Linked DNA regions of Ovis aries: region 1 is linked to region 2. A link is a contact called in public Hi-C data. All regions are on one chromosome and are shown on one strand. The core of a region is the stretch at or near the end of the contact, and the rest is flanking DNA. Distances in the headings are between cores, read along the strand shown.

The links. A called contact is a pair of places that touch in the nucleus more often than the background predicts.
Region 1: a Hi-C map of liver shows a contact between it and region 2, with 3 times the contacts expected there. The contact joins the promoter of RORC here to the promoter of TUFT1 in region 2. A contact is called at or near these places in 5 of 16 Hi-C or Micro-C datasets (hypothalamus, liver, mixed tissues and 2 more).

What each region holds. Positions count from the first base shown.
Region 1 is chr1:101,758,549-101,761,248 of ARS-UI_Ramb_v3.0, forward strand. It overlaps RORC (RAR related orphan receptor C), which reads right to left and starts at 1,384. Exons shown (of 12, transcript XM_060414295.1): 1 at 1,311-1,384.
Region 2 is chr1:101,463,070-101,465,769 of ARS-UI_Ramb_v3.0, forward strand. TUFT1 (tuftelin 1) reads left to right here and starts at 1,414. Exons shown (of 11, transcript XM_027974915.2): 1 at 1,414-1,534. The coding sequence starts at 1,475. CGN (cingulin) reads left to right here. Exons shown (of 21, transcript XM_060414234.1): 21 at 1-62.

The DNA.
Region 1 (2,700 bases), core at 134-2,633, 300 kb after region 2:
GGTGACTCAGATGGGAAAGAATCCAGGAGACCTGCAATGCCAGAGACCTGGGTTGGATACCTGGGTTGGGAAGATCCCCTGGAGGAGGGAACGGCTACCCCCTCTAGTGTTCTTGCCTGGAGAGTCCCCATGGAAGAGGAGCCTGGCGGGCTACAGTTTATGGGGTCGCAAAGAGTCGGACACCACCGAGCGACTAAGCACAGCACTTGTCCAATGCTCACACACTGTCGCTCTGCCCAGGAGGTGCCCCCTACACGCCAGTTCCTCCGCTGGACTGGGTGGGAGTGATGGACTTGAAGGTCTGGGCTCAGCTGGGGTGGGGTGGGGGGAGGACTGCGCGGAGAGGGAGTGGCTCCATCCGGCCCCTCCCTCTGGCCGCCAATCTTGCCTGGCCCCACCCAGCTTCCTCCCTGACGTGGCACCCTCTTCCCTAGCCTCTAGCCTTGAACCTCACAGCAGGCCTGGGGTGGGGGAGCTCCCCTTGCTTGCCCCGGCAGTGGAGTTCTCCCTCCACCAGGTGGCCCCACCACTTTTTGCCTCAGGGCTCACACCTGACTGAGCATGTGGCCATGGGATCCCGCTGAGCGGTTTGAGTTAGACCCTCCGTGGGGCCAAGGACTGCCTGACTCTCCACACCCCCTGGCCCCCCCGCCCCGCTACCCCTGGCCGAGCGTCCCACATTTTCTGCAGAAATGAAACCGCGTCCTCCACCCCCAACCCTGAGCCAGTGGGGAGCAAAGTGCTGGGGGTGGGCGTGGGCAGCGGACAGGGTTCTATTGCTTGCTCCCCTGACCTTTGTCATCTTTAGAGGCAGGACGGCTTCCTCCGTCGCTGAATGAACAGAAGGTGGAGTGGTCGGCCTCTCACTGCTGCCCGGGGTCCCAGCCAGATGAGCAGTGTCCGCCCCTCCTCCCAGGGGGCGCTCTCACTTGAAACCAGACCCTGCCCACATGCTGGCCCTTCCTCCCTCCAGCTTCCCTGACTCTCTTCTCTTCTCCTCTCCTCCCCCAGCCCACCTGTCTCTTCCTTCTTCACGGCTGCCTTTCTTTCCCCTCCACGTGCTTCCTGCTTCTCCCTCCTCCTCTTTCTCTCCTCTGTCTGGCCCCTTAGCCCTTCCTCCCGTGTCTCCTTCAGTCTCTATCAAGACCTGTTCTGTCTCACCGGCCTACCCTCCCCTGCTAACTCATCTTTCTCTCCTTCTCTCTTCTCTTGCCCCAACCCTCTCACGTCCCGACCAGCCCCTTCCCATCTCTCCTCTGCACCTCCTGGGAGCCCCTTCCACCTGCCTGTAAGGCTGCAGGGCCTCTTACCCTGCGAGGCTCGGTGGTGTCTCTGTGGGGCCCTGTCCATGGGGCAACTCCCTTGGTGCCGTCCTTGCTGCCCTGACTGCCCAGGAGGGCAGGGAGCAGGGCCCAGGGGAGGGAAGAGGGAGGAGGAGGGAGCACCTGGCCCGACAGCAGGCAGGGGAAAGGAGTGGCTGGCAGAGCGTCCCGGCATCAGGAGGGGACACAGGGAGAGATGGGAGGAACAGAGTCTGGGGCCTTGAGGAGAGACAGGACAGGTGACGGGAAGGGCACTGGCCTTTCTGCATCACCTACTGTGTGCTGGGTCCTTTGCCAGTCACTTTCTGTAAATCCATGATTTTCTCCAATCCTCCCAATGTCCACCATGGAGCAAGCATAGTTGCTTCAGATACCTATGTGATGCTCAAAGCTAGCGGATGCTCGAAGATAGTCACAACTTGCCCAGGGATTGTACAAGGACAGTAAGTGGTTGAGCTGTGATTTGAACCCAGGTCTTTGTGACTCTAGAATCATGCGCTTTCTATTTGACCAAGACATGTGTGCTCAGTCACTCAGTCGTGTCTGACTTTTTGCAGCCCCACGGACTGCAGCTTGCCAGGCTCCACTGTCACTGGGATTTTCTTGGGAAGAATACTGGAGTGGATTGCCATTTCCTCCTCCAGGGGATCTTCCTAACCCAGGGATCCAACCTGTGTCTCCTGCATTAGCAGGTGGATTCTTTACCACTGAGCCACCAAGACAGGTGACTGGTGAAGGGGAGGTGGGGAGGGGAGAGATGAAGATGGGGTGGCATATTTGGTGGATGGTGCCTCTTCTACAGGGTGAGGTCGGGTTCATCCCAGCAGTTCTTGGTTTCCTTGAGGCCTCTGCCTACTTAGCGTCTGCACTTTGCTGACCTTCCCTAGAACTCCCCAGCTCCCTGATGCCTTCACAGCCTCCTGGTCTGCTGGGTGCTGAGGGCAGGCCTGGAGGTGTGTGCCGAGGCAGAGGAGCAATGGGAGAGGAGTGTAGAGGAGACATGCTTCATGCAGTAGTTGCAGGAAGGAGATTCTCCCCCCCCCCCACCCCGCCCCAGTCTGGCAGCCCCCACGGAGGAAGGGCTCTGGGGAGGCCACAGGATACAGCTTCTGAGGATCCTGGGTGCCACTGATCTCCTGCACAGCCTCAGCCCAGAGTTTGATTAGCTGGGCCTGGCTCTCCTGGTTACCCAACAGGCTGGCTGGCCAGCGGCCAGGCTGCAGTGGGGAGGCTCCCTGGCACCTCCTCCTGCTCTCACTCCCAGCTGGTAAACAGCAGAGCAGGAGCCAGACACGCCTCAGCCTCGTGACTGCAGCCCACTCCCCCCGACGTGGTGCACGTGGCACCTGGCGTGGAGAGGCGGGTAGCTGTCCCCTCC
Region 2 (2,700 bases), core at 164-2,663:
AATCCAATCGAGCATTGAATTTTTATTTTAAATTAAATAAAAATTATATATCTATACTGAAATCCTTGACTTGTCTTCTCATTCATTTTCCTGATTTATTTGGAGGTCCAAATTATATGGAGAAACCATCTTACTCTGCAACTTAGAGGCTGAAACTGGAGTTTTCTTACCTCACTTTTAAAGGTCTTTTACAACAGATCAGATGGGATCTAGGGAGACTATAAGTTTATAGCAGCTCCATTCTTGGGAATAGCAAGACCAGTAAATGCCTTCTTTGAGAATTAGAGAAGACAGGTTAGAACTGAGTTTTATTCCTATGGAGCATAAGGATACCCTAAATATTTGCCTTCCAGGTGCAAAGATACCATCCATTCCTACATTGCATGTGACCCAGTTCCTACCTGGGAAGTTTCTGTCATCCCTGCCCTTGTGTTCCCTTGAAGATGGGGTGAGGTGTTCACCAAAGTCTATTGCCAGATTCAGAAGTTCTGCCCACTCAAGAATGGGTCAGACCTCCTCCTGTCTGATGTCCATGAAGATCATAGCCCCACTGAGAAGCCACCTGCCAAGAGCGGTTGGGCTGGAAGAAGCTCCAAGGTCCTGCTTGACCAACCTCTCTTATGGGCCCTTAACATGCTAACCTGGGCTTAGGGAGCAAATGCCACTGGAGACATTGAGATTTATCCCTTCCCAAGAGTACAAATTCCTTTTAAGGCAATGTGTCCCGCCTCTCCCTTCTATATAAGGGCAGCTTCGATATAATAGCTTCTGCCAAACAAGCCCCACCCATAGGCAAGCTGGCATTGACTTTGGCCTGGGCTTCCTGCCAGGGAAGGGCACTTGCCAGACTGGCTTAGGCCAGTCTGAGTGAGCTGGTCCTGGAAGTCTGTAAGGTTTGCTCAGCTCCACAAACCCTACAGGCTGGCCTATATGTAGGAACAGGAGAATGTATGGAAGATTTTTCAAATCCTCATCCGCTAGGGGCTGGCGGGGTGATTCTATCTTACAAACACTGGTCTTAGAATTGAAAGGTGAAGGCAAGACTAATGTTTGAGGTACAGCCATACACACATATGTGTCCTACTCTTTGCGACACTCTGGACTGTAACCCGTCAGGCTCCTCTGTCCATGGGATTTTTCAAGCAAGAATACTGCAGTGGGTTGCCATGTCTTCATATAGGCATAAAATGCTATACTAAACTTCAGTTAAGCAAATAAGTTGCTCCCAACCTATAAGCCCCACCTCTACGTAAATCAGGGCGAGCTCAGATGGGCGTGTCCTGATGCAGCTAGACCACACCTATTGCACCCTTTCGCCCACTCGTTGACCAATGGAGTCTTAGGGGCGTGTCCTTTCTTGCCCCCGCCCCTGACGCGATATACAAGGTGGGGCGGTTCGGCGCGCGCCCGCTTAGTAGGAGCCGAACTGCAGGGCAGAGGGTTGGGCTTTGTGCTGCGACCCCCGCAGGAGAAGATGAACGGGACGCGTAACTGGTGTACATTGGTGGACGTGCATCCGGAGGGGCAGACCGCGGTAAGTAAAAGTGTTCGCGCCGCCTACCTAGCTTGGTATTCTCGTTTTCGAATTCTTCCTTTCCAGTCCCCCGCGAGGAGTTCGCTGACATCACCTGATGCCGCGCTCGGTGTGGTCAGCTCCTCGCGGCTCTTCTCTTTCTTCTACCACTTCGCGGCGGGCAGTGGGGTCAGCAGGATAAAGACTCTTCTGAGGCTCGAGGACACGGGGCTTCCCTGCCCTTTGGGAGGACACTGCGGCTCCTGCCCGGGACTCGGCGCTGGTCGCCGGTGCGCGCTGCTGAGGGGTCCTATGGGCTGTTAGGTTGTGTCGTAGTAGAATGAGCTCCAGGGACGGGATCCCTGTGCTCTTTTGGACTTTGGTTCCTATCGAGGGGGATTAGGCTTTTCTGTGGGTTCTGGTGACTTCAGGGGCTCTTCAAAGAACTTCGTAGTGCTTTGGGCGAGCAGTAGCAAGACAAAGGATACAAAGTGAAATTCTAGGGCTCGGACTGGAGGGTGGGGGTGGTAGAACTCCAAGTACGCCGAGATTGGCCAAGGACTCTTACCTTTCGCTAGGAGGCTGTCTGCTTGGGGTCGCCTCTCTGCTATGATTTCTGCTCTTTCCCATGCCGCTTTTCTTGCTCCCCTCCTCCCATCGGTCAGCCGATAGCTTCCTGGGACTTTTGGTTGGTTTTGCTTCCGTCTCCAAGCACGGAGCAAGCGGATGGAAAGGATGCCAGAACCTGGGCTGAGAAGGGGAGGGAAGTGACCTGCACGAGCTTCTAGGTGGAGTGAGAGTAGGGGAGCGAGGAGCCCTTCCCATCTGCTCCAGTGCTAAGCGATCTGCCCAGCTCCCCTCACTCCCTTGGTCTCCTCCCCACCACAGCAGACCGTATGATTTTTCCTCATACCCTCAGAGGAGGGTAGCTTGTGGCTCTGCTGGGAAACCTAACCCAGAATGAACGTGTACTATTTCATCAGTTTTCGAGCTATTCTGGAGGAGAATGAAACGGGAGCCAAGGTGACAGGGAGTTTGTATCCCTCCCTTTCCCCCACTGCACTCTGATTCCATTCTGTCTTCCTGTCTCAGCATGCTCTTGAGATAGAGCTAATCCATCTGCACCTGGATTATGGCTTTTCAAAGTGTATTTGTAGAACAGTTGGTCATTTCAAGTTTAGGGTATA